Linked DNA regions of Rattus norvegicus: region 1 is linked to region 2. The links are chromatin contacts, called in public Hi-C maps. All regions are on one chromosome and are shown on one strand. Each heading gives the region's core, a stretch centred on a gene start, on an enhancer-like site or on the middle of the called end of the contact. The rest is flanking DNA. Distances are from core to core; before and after follow the strand shown. Region 1 holds the start of Sesn1 (sestrin 1). Region 2 has its middle 35 kb from the start of Cep57l1.

The links. Hi-C and Micro-C count contacts between places; a contact is called where the count stands out from the background.
Region 1: a Hi-C map of psoas muscle shows a contact between it and region 2, with 2.5 times the contacts expected there. The contact joins the promoter of Sesn1 here to the enhancer-like site in region 2. A contact is called at or near these places in 10 of 12 Hi-C or Micro-C datasets (the A7r5 cell line, Schwann cells, frontal cortex and 5 more).

Annotation. Positions count from the first base shown.
Region 1 is chr20:46,947,191-46,952,566 of GRCr8, forward strand. It overlaps Sesn1 (sestrin 1), which reads left to right and starts at 1,529. Exons shown (of 10, transcript NM_001414937.1): 1 at 1,529-1,685. The coding sequence starts at 1,584.
Region 2 is chr20:46,909,001-46,914,768 of GRCr8, forward strand. It overlaps a transcript of Sesn1 not described here. Among named protein-coding and RNA genes, the nearest start is that of Cep57l1, 35 kb to the left of the region's middle. Within about 2 kb of position 2,556, at least 5 of the 93 cell types and tissues checked have an H3K27ac peak or open chromatin away from gene starts, as enhancers often do.

The DNA.
Region 1 (5,376 bases), core at 279-2,778, 37 kb after region 2:
TCTGCTTCACTCATTTTTAAACTAGCTTTTATGGATTTCCACCCCACATAGCAATTAACCTCATTTCTCTAAGTTACTCATTTGCAGCCAGTTCATTTGAAGAGGGCTAGCTTAATGGATTTCTATTGTTTGCTCATGGCTAAGTAGAAGTTTGAGTTTACCATTTATTTTTTGTGGCTCTTCAGTGGAAGAGAGCTTAGGTCTCTCTGTTGCCTCTCTTTTATTAATTAAGCAGCTTTCGTCTCTTAAAGAAGAAAAGATTCAGGGGAGGGCTATAAGAAGTTGCAACATTCCCTGGGTTCGATCCCCAGCTCCGAAAAAAAGAACAAAAAAAAAAAAAAAAAAAGAAGTTGCAACATTGATCTTACCTGCAGGAGAAAAAGAGTAACGATTTTAAACGGTGACTTTCAAAATAGGAAGATTCTGGAGCTAAAAGTGTAACAGTCTTCTTTGATACACTGTAACCTCACCACCCAAGACTGAAACTTAATTTTCATCTTGAAGTCCTGGTTGTGTCTGTCAATGTTTAGTCATTTAAGCTCCATTTATTTCCTCCTTTGAATGTGTTCTAACTTTTTCTTTTCTTAATCTGAACTTGTAAGCTTTTGAAAACACAAACATAGAAAAAAAGAGATCTAAGTTAACAAGCTTTTTTTTTTTTCCTTTTAAGAAATCAGTAAGGCGGGGTTGGGGATTAAGCTCAGTGGTAGAGCGCTTGCCTAGCAAGCTCAAGGCCCTGGGTTCGGTCCCCAGCTCCGAAAAAAAGAAAAAAAAAAAGAAATCAATAAAGCTACCAAAGGAAGGAAATAATATTGGCACAAGATTTAGATTCTGGATCTAAAAATGTCAATGATTTATGTCTTAAACTCTGTTTTTCCAAGTTCCTCATTAGATTTCACAGAGAGTTTTCTTTGTAACACAAGGTATCTGTGAGAGCATATTAGATGTTGTAATGCCATAGAATATAGTTGTTGAGGAAAGACAATTGGGAGACCTGCTGCCAAGGAAAATATTTATAGTTTCTACATCGCTTGCCAAGAATAAATTTTACATTGAATATAGGCCATGGTCTCCTGCTTTTGAAGCTCATTCTGCCTCATATGGGCATCAGAAAGGAAGAAGGTTCGGTAGTTTGTACAATTTAAGGGAAGCTGGATTTCTCCTGGTGTTGCCAGTGTCCGTCTAGATGACGTTGCTAACTGCCTATGGGTAAATGCCCGGCCTTAACCCGGAGCCGGGAAATTAGGTTGCCTTTCCCTGAGTCCCGGGATGCACATTGCATCTTCCAGCCAGGGTTCCACCCAGCTAGCCTGTTCCCAAACTGAGTGTCAGCTCCATGCTAGGCGCTTGGCCTTCAAGCTTGTTTTTGCTGGCCTGGTCCACACGCTCCCCAACCCGAGCGCCAAGGGGTGGGGCTACGAGTCCCCGCGGGCCGGCATTGGCGGGCGCGCCCGCCCGGCAGTGGAGTGACGGACGCGGGGCGGGGCCTCGCGGCTTGTTTGTCAGAGCCGCCTGCCCCGCCCCCGCCGTGTGCAGACTGAAGCTGTGCAGCGACTGACTGCGGCCGCAGCCGTCCCTCCGACATGCGCCTGGCCGCCGCGGCGAACGAGGCGTACGCAGCCTCGCTGGCTGTCTCGGAGCTGCTGGGCTGCCACCAGTGCGGCGGTGGCCGCGGCCAGGACGAGGTACGGAGCGGGCGAGGGCTGAGGGCCGTGGGACCAAGCACCGCCGACGCTAGCTCGTACGGGTAGCTTCGCAAACGCCTCCGAGGGCTGCGCGGCCTGGGCGAAGGGACTGCACCGCCCAGCGGGCGACAAGATCGCGTAAGGGGAGAGGAGGTCTCCGAACAGAGTAAGGACTGCTATGCTGTGCCGGTGCGCACAGCAGAGCCGAAGTCTCAGATCAAACAGCCTGTGGATTTTCTCCTCTCTGGCGCTCGGGTCAAAACAGATTGTTCAGTCACCCTTCCCTTGCCGACGTGCACTTAGAAACAGACACATTTGAATCGTTTAATGATATTGCCTGGAATAAAAAACGCCGCCAAGCCCTGTGGTGCTCGTCGCAGCGCTTGCTCATGTTTATTAAACCATTCCTGCTGTGCCTGCAGAACTATCTGTGTGTGTGTGTGTGTGTGTGTGTGTGTGTGTGTGTGTTAAGTGTGCAAATAGGATGATGTTTTAAAATTGCTGAAATAAACGTCGCTAAATTGGACATCCAAAGGCTTAGAATCTAAAAGGACGAGAGTCAATACTGAAATTGGAATTGAAATCAGAACGTTAGGTTGTCTTAAATCAAGAAGTCTATATGTGAATAATCTTGTTGCTTTGCCCATTAAAATGATACAGGTCAATTTTTTAATAGTCTATTAATCGTAACAGTAAATATAGTCATGAAAATGTAAATGACTCCATGAAGGGTGTAGAACACCAAGTGTTTTCTAGATGTCAACATTCACGGGATACATCGCATGCTGGTTGTTTACATGTAACAAAAACAAGCTTCAAAAATAACTTTTAAAGCTCAGTGGTGGACAGCAACTTAGCATGTGAAAGGCTCCGGGTTCTATACTCAGTGTCAATAATAAACCATAAGACATTGCTCGGGAAGCTTTTAAAAAAAAGAGCATGGAAGTGTTGTGCTAACATTTACAGTTTGTGTATGCAAGCCGTCACAGATCTGTCTGCTCCCATTCTTAGTAGAAACGAACCCTAGTGGTCGTGCCTGAACAGCTCTGTTATTTCTGACATCAGTTTTTCGTGCAGTATCCTCAGCTCAGACTTAGAATTTCCAAAGATCCACAGTAGCTTGGACATTGATTATAATAGTGCCTGTGGGGTTGTAGTCAACAAACTAGAAAGCTTTGTGTAGCTGCATTTCACTTTAATATACTTAGCATGTAAAATAAACTAGGAAATGGTGTATCATGGGAAAACTGGTCACTTTACAGAAGAAGTATTGGCACAGTTCTCTCAAGAAGCTTCCAGGGATGGGGATTTAGCTCAGTGGTAGAGCGCTTGCTTAGCAAGCGCAAGGCCCTGGGTTTGGTCCCCAGCTCCAGGGGGAAATAAAAAAAGCTTCCAGAAATCTCCCCTTCCTCCTCCTCCCCTTCTTCCTCCTCCTCTCCTCCTCTCCCTCCTCCCCTCCCTCCTCCCCTCCCTCCTCCTCTCCTCCTCTCCCTCCTCCTCCTCTCCCTCCTCCCCTCCCTCCTCCCCTCCCTCCTCCTTCCCTCCTCCTCCCCTCCCTCCTCCTCCCCTTCCTCCTCCTCCTCTCCTCTTCTCCCTCCTCCTCCTCTCCTCTTCTCCCTCCTCCTCCTCTCCTCCTCTCCCTCCTCTTCTCCATCTAACCCAGGGCCCTATACATGCTAGGCAGATTCTGTACCCTGAGCCACATCCCCAACCCAGTTGTAGAACTTTGAAGTCAGGAAGTTTTTCTTTTCCTAAACCATTGGTTCATGGAACACACACACACACACACACACACACACACACACACACACACACACGAGTCACACACAGGTGCCCAACTTCCCATGTTTTAAATAGCATAGCAGTGTTAATGATAGAAGAAATTTAGTACATTTTCTGTACTCAAGAAATCTAAATATAAATGTAATTCAAGAAATCTAAATATAAACAACACTTCTAGATCCTTAGTTCTTCTGAAATACTTTGAATGTTAAAAAAGTCCACAAAATGCTAGATAGACAAGTATTCTCCCAGCAGGGGGAGAATGGAATTAGGACTTTTACTTTTTATAAAATGTTTTGCTTACTTAGCATTGTTGAAATATACTTTCTACTTGTGTAAGTTTTAATAAAAACAAGATTGACATCAGTGTTACAAGTTATAGTCTAAAATATCTAGATGGGCTTTTTTAATGGGTCAAGTGGACAAAGAAAAACTGCTTCAAATAGTTTACTTACTTTCATGTAACTTTTCAAGTAGGTAGATTGATAGCTCATAGCAGTTTTTGGTTTGAATTTGTCACCAGTTGTTCATTCTCAAGGGGACGGATGAAGGTCTGAACATAGGCAAAGCACGTGACTAGAAAGTGCTTTGGACCACAAGCGCTGCTCACACAGCGGTACAGTATGTACTGTTTCCTGTGCTGTCACCGCCACTCAGTGTCCGTGTTCGAAGATTAATCGGCAGTGCTGTACGTTGGTGAGGACAGGTTGCTTTGGTGCTGGTGGTGCTCACTGCTTTCAGCTATTGGTGTTGAGGGGTTGGGGAGTCCTGGTTCTCATGTTAGCTTTTCCAGCCTTTCCTTTTTTTTCCACGGAGAGCCTGTGAGGTTTATGCTGATTAACATCTGCATCTGAGTTCAACAAGGCCATTTATTCTTGGCAGGTCTGCCTCCTAGAATCTGACTTGTAAGATTTGCTCAGAGTCTAATTGAATTCTCACAACTACAGAAGGAAAAAATACTTGAAGTAACTTACACAGGAAATTAGAAAATGCATTCAGTTTGACTTGGGCTCTCACACTGATAAAGCATTAAAGACATTGGCTTCTGTTTCATAAAGATTATAAGACACACTCTGTAGCTTTCAGGATCATAAATTCCATGTTCCTCGTTTGTAAATACTAGCACACTTAAAGCAGTACTTGGTCCCAGCATACTATGTCCGCTGCTACTGTTGGTAATTTTTATTACCATTATTAGCTCTATATTTTTTCCTCTTTATATCAGTTAAGGAATAAGCAGAAAGCTAAAAAGCAGTTTGATTCTCAGAACTTTCTGGTGTGTGTATGTGTGTGCGCACACACCCCCTCAAGAGCTTCATAAACTCTTCTGGTACATATGGTGAGGCAGACATGGTACTGTTCCTGCTGTATCTTCCTCCTCATTTCCTGTTACATACCATGGGCAGATGTGGTACTGTTACTGCTGTATCTTCCTCCTCATTTCCTTATTTAACTTAGACATTAGACCTGCCTACTTTAGAGTTTAAATGTTCTGACAGGAATTACAGACTCACTAACAGAAGTCCTAATTTTGGCCCCTGGTCTGTCCTTTTCTCTCAGGAGACAATGCATAGAGATACGTGGCTATGCTTGGCGTCAGCACAGGGCCTTGCACATGCAGGGACAGCTCTCTCTTCTGAGCTGACCGTCACTCCAGTGTGTGCTATGCTTTGGGGCTCTTCCAAGGTGAGGACTTGATGCAAGCTTGAATAAGAACAGGTCCTGTAAGGAAACTATCACCTGTTGGCTTTCTCAGAGGTCAGTCTGTGTGTGCTGGGAAGCTGGATAGAGCCACTCACCGTCCTGTCTGTACCTGATCTGAGGTAAATTGGGGTACAATCTCAGAACTCATCAGGAGTCCCAGATGACTAGCCCTTTGTTTTCTGATTGGCATAAAATTAAGTAGAAA
Region 2 (5,768 bases), core at 1,306-3,805:
GGTATTGCACATACCGAGCAAACAGTCTAACTAAGCTATGTCTCAGTGCTGTATAAGACTATTTTTGATTTCCTGCATTCTCAGTAATGACGCTTAGCTTATTGGAGGGAGAGTTAGCCTATAAAGTGTGGATTAAAGGAGCCCTGAGAATGTTTGCTAACTTAACCTCACCTGCACTTGAGATCCTTCTGCCTCATCTTATAAATATGCAGTTAGCCCAGCTGACGTTAGTTTTTAAAAATGTACTTGATGTTTTTAGTTATTACAGAAGAAAAGTTCTCACTGCTCATAAGTACCGGAAACATTTGAAGTTTACTGATGAAATACAAAATAGTTATGAGGATATTTTTGGTGTTTTTTTCTATATTCCTATATTTTTGCATAAAATATTTGGCAGTAAAATTACTCTTCCTAGCAGCAAAAATTTATTGAGTGTATGATTCACTCCAACCTCAACTCCCCTGGAAAGAGACTTAGTACAGATTGTCTAGGTTAGGTCGGCCTGTTGGCATGCTGTACTTGGGATAATGGGGGAGGGATCACCCGCTTTAAATGTGGGCAACAACACTTCTTGGGCTGCACAGTCAATGTTTTAGGAGCTGAGAAAGCCAGCTGAGCAGTAGACATGAATGTTGTATTCTCTTTCTGTTCCTAGATATGAGGTGACGAATTGCCTTGCGTGTCTGCTGACTTCCCAGTAAACCACAGTTGCTGTTTGGTGCGGTATTTAATCACAGCAACTGAAGTGCAACTGGGGCAGTGTGTCAACTATATACTGTGTGCAATTGCTGTAGAACTTTACAGAAAGGCTTGGAAAGGTGTGGTGGCACATACCTTTAAACACTAGCACTGCAGGATTTAATCTCTCCCAGTCACTGATTGATTTTGTGGTCATTTTCTTAGTGATGATGACTAGGTTTTAAAAATACTATCATTCATTTTTAAATTGTTTATTTTTTCTTCTCAGTAGTTACCAAATTATATTTCTTAAAAATACCATAAAACTCGAAACCATGAAGGTAGATAGATGATACAGCCACTACTGAAAGCTCTATTTAGTGGAAGACGTGCCAAGGAGCATGCGTGGAAATCAGAGGTCAGCGAGCAGCTCTGTGGAGCACCTCTGTGTTTGGGTAAAGTTTTGTCTGTCGTTGATCTGAGCAATCAGCAGAAAACTCAGGTAGGCAGATGTGGTGACACACTTCTGTTATCCCAGGACTTCAGAGGAAACAGAGGAATCAGTAATTCAAGACCAGCCAAAGCTGTGTACTAAAACTATCTTAAAAACGAAACCAAACAACAATCATAAAAAAATTAATAATTTGAGAGAAGAGATAATCTCAAACTAAAGAATATTGTTAAAATTGCATAATATAAGTTTAACTGCTACTAATAAAAATATAGGTAAGATTTTCTTGTAGTTAGTGAAATAAGAGATATGGTATAAAATAATGGCTACAAAAGCAATCTCTAATGAAAGAACCCTAGATTTGCTCAAGCTTAATATATGTGATCCACTTTGCTATGCAGAGCAGTGAGTGAATCAGATAGTTACATATGAAAACACAAGAACTCCAGTTAGAATTGAAGCAGTTCTGCACGGTATAACTTATGTAGATCACCACAGAGTCCGTTGCTTCAGAAAATACTTTTGGATGAAAGTTACCTTATTAATATACTTCCCGTTAATAAAAATGCACTCAAATATGGAGTAGAGACATTCTGGGCCTTTGGGAACCAAGAATGTGCACTGCACTGACCACACTGATCTAAAAAATTAGTTCTTATATTTTCATAAAAGTTTCCCTTTGCTCCAGAAATTAGCTTACATACCACTTGTTTCAGACTCATTCTGTTTGCATCTGAGTTGCATTGAAACTTGAGAGAAGCTCTCACTAAAGGGACTCCACTCCATCTCATTTGAAAAGTCTAGCTAATTGGGCTATTTTTGCCATAACAAACTTCTGCTTATCCTGTGGACACTTAATACTTTGAGGACTACGTCGCCTCTGACTACTAGAGTCTGTGCTGGTCCCCTCTTGCCTCTGTGCTAGATTGGAGCTGAAAACTGGGAGGGAAGCTTGTGGAAGGGACAGGAGGTGAGTGATCTCGAATTTCTTGAATTGTTTGCTATTATTCTTGTAATAAGGTCCTGTTCATCCATAGTCTTTTTTTATTGGACTGTGTTGCTTCATTTATTTTAAAGGAAAACAGAAACTCCAGATCATATGATTTTTACTTATATAAAAAAATAAACAAAACCCTCTCTTAACATTTTTTTTTAGTCCCATAGACAAATGACAAAAGAAACAAAACCAAACCAAGTATCCAAGTATCGGTGAACGGGATAAGAGAGCGCCTCAGCCCGGCTGAGTAATTGCAGCCAGTGCCTGAGTCTGCTACTCAGGCTGCTAAGGGAGAGGGTCACAGTGTGACTGGCCTCCCTCCCTCCTCCAAGACATCTGGACACTGAACTTTCTGGGAGGGGCGGTCTGTGGTTTAAGTTTGAAGGTGCTGCTGGGACAGATGTGAGGTCACAGCCTTCAGGCGTGCCCTTGAGCTTCTTTTCCACGCATTGCCAGAACCATGGGCACATTTCCTCATTTTCTGCTGGGTTGTGCACTCTTTGCCAGTTGTGCACAAATAGCATCAATCAAGCTGCCCTGAGCCAGTTCCCGAGCCCAGAGGGACCATGGGATACCACTGTCTGTGCTCCCACCAGGGAGGACGACATCTTCCGACCCCTCCAACTCATCCTGAGCCAACACCTGGGTGCTCATCTGAACCTAGACCTGCTGGGTTAGGGTTAGGGGTAGGGTTAGGGTGAGGGGTAGGGGTAGGATCAGGGTTAGGGTTAGGGTTAGGGTTAGGGTCAGGGTCAGGGTCAGGGTTAGGGGTAGGGTGAGGGGTAGGGGTAGGGTCGGGGTAGGGTCAGGGTCAGGATCAGTGGTAGGGTTAGGGTGAGGGGTAGGGGTAGGGTCAGGGTTAGGGGTAGGGTCAGGGTTAGGGTCAGGGTCAGGGTTAGGGGTAGGGTCAGGGTTAGGGGTAGGGTTAGGGTTTGGGTTAGGGTTAGGGTCAGGGGTAGGGGTTAGGGGTAGGGTTAGGGTTAGGGTCAGGGTCAGGGTCAGGGGTAGAAATTAGGGTTAGGGGTAGGAGTAGGGTTAGGGGTAGGGTTAGGGTTAGAAATAAAAAATGCCGTCACTTGGCTATTCATCTTGCAACAAGGTGGGACTCTCAGGAGTGGGCAGAAACTCTGGGGACTTCTGAACAGTCTGAGCTTTGTCTCTTCTGGATCTGGGCCCACGAGCAATCTGAAGGCTCCTCAGAGCAGCTGAGAAGAGATCTCCTTGGAGGAATTAGTCTCTGACCGCAGGCCCTGGCATTGCTCCCTCCGTAGGTGTTTTGAGCAAACAGAACCAAGCGCTCTGGTTCCACCTAATCTAACTCATCTGGTAACATTGACTCAGCCCCCGAAAGCCAGTGGCTGTTCAGGCCAGGTTCAGATCCAATTCAGAGTCAACGACACTTTCCAGTCATGCTTAGACCTTCTTAAGAAACATCGTGCTGTTCCTGTAAGATGTTCATTCCCCTTTAATAAAACTACAGCGAACCCATCTGGACTTGGAGAGTTCCTATGAGAAAAACGTCTTTTAAATCACAAATTTGATTTTCTCAATAGTTATTGAGCCTGCGCTGGTTGTTTCTGGTCAACTTGACACCAGCTAGAGTCACCATGTCTGTCAGATTGGACTGTGAGTGTCTGAGAGACAGATTTTTGGGTTCATGGTTGATGTGCAGGGCCCAGCCCGCTGCTGGTGGAACCACCCCTAGCCAGGTGGGCCTGGAGGCACACAAAATGCATGGGCGCTGAGGGCCAGCCAGTAAGCAGCAACCTCCATGGCCTCTGTGTGGCTTCCTGCCTCCACATTGCTGCCCTGACTTCCCTCGATGGGAGACTGTGCTGGGGCTACGTTAGCCAAGCACACCTCCTCTTCCCCCAGGTGGGTTTAATCAGAGTCAGAGCAGCAGAGAAGTCCACCACCTGCTTACCGCCATGACTCTAAAGATGCTGATCGGAGGCCAAAGGAAGGTGATCAGTAACTCAGCTGCTGTCTGCTGTAGCCTTACCTCACACAGGAGTCCCTGCATCCACCCTGGCACCCACCCACTCCCCGTCAGTCATCAGGCACCGGCTCACATTTCTCCCCAGTTCTCTTTGGTCTGAGGCAGTAAGGACCCAGGGACCCGCTGGGAGTTGTATATATGGCGTGTCTGACCCCAGCCTCGAGGGCTCTCTAAAGTCTTCCCTGGGGGCCTACTGGATTCGGGTACCACCTTCCCCACAGACCCAAGCCCACTTCCCCAACTGACTCTAAGAGGGGATATTGGGGTGAGCCCTGTTGGGAAGAGCTGGCCCACCTGCTGCCTGCTCATGCAGGTGGCTCCTGTTAATGTGAAATGAACCCACAGACTGCTATAGCCAATCATCGTGTTAGAGATTGTCAATCAGGAGACCCGTGGGTAAAGGCGTGGTCCCCAGGGGGCACTGTGACCCAGTTTGTCTTATTTTCACACACACACACACACACACACACACACACACACACACACACACTCTCTCTCTCTCTCTCTCTCTCTCTCTCTCTCTCTCTCACTCATGCGCAAGCACACACTTTTTTTCTCTTGTCAGTCTTGCTACACATTGTAAATCTTATTTTCTTTGGAAGATCTAGCACTTGGTTCTACTGATTTTTCTCTTCTGTTTTTAATTCTGATTATTCCTTATCATTTTTTTTTTTGCTTCTTGTTTCATATCTCTTTTTTTTATTTTGCTTGCAGACTAGAAATTTGGATTTTTTCTGACATTTTCTTTTGTTTGGCATATGCATATAGCTATCATTTTCCTTCTGCTGATACTGCACCATACGAACAAAGGAGAATGGCACCCCTCACTCCCCACCATTAATAGAGGAGAAGACCACACAATCAAAGGCACTAAAGTCATAGACTTACGTCAGAACAAAACCCAAACCAAAACAAATAACCGACGACAGGAAGATGGAACTTGTGTTCATCTGGAAGCTAGCGGTGGGCCTGTAAATACTGCCGTGTTAACGTAGGAAGCACTGGGAGACTGGAGAACTGCAGTGAGCTGAGCAGCGGTGGGGATCCAGCAACATCTGTCCTTCCAGGAAGGGAGGGAGGCGGGTTCACTGAGATCTTTGCTTCCTGTGCTCACTTAGGTCTCATCCCTGATGCTCCAGGCCTCCTTGCTTTCGCCTTCTGTTTGTGATGTCATCCACTCGATCTTTCCAAGTTGACCCCTAGTGAGAAATTGTGAGGGTCTGAGAGTGCTTTTATTATGCTGGTAGGATATTTTCTTTTCTTTAACCCGTAAAGAGCTGTACAGCTAGCTTCCTTCAGGCTCGGGGTTCATAAGCTAGTGTACTCTGACACCGCTCCATCAGCAGAAGAAGCTCGTACCTTCTTTGTCAGAAAGGACAAAGTTCTGGTTTCTGGTTTGGCCTCTGTGTGTTGAGTGAACTCTGTTATTTCTGGACAAGGGTGCAAGTTTCCCCTCTGCTGGGCCCCCAGGGATTCCTCCTTACGTAGGAGATGCAGGAGTGCCCTTTTACTGTTCCCAAGACTCTCGTTGTAGGGATGGCCTCATCACCACTGACAGTGTTGAAAGTCCCAACTATCTAGGCCAGTTTGTCACCACCAGTCAGGCAGTGAGTAGGAGCAGTGTTCATTGCCTTAGGGTGTGT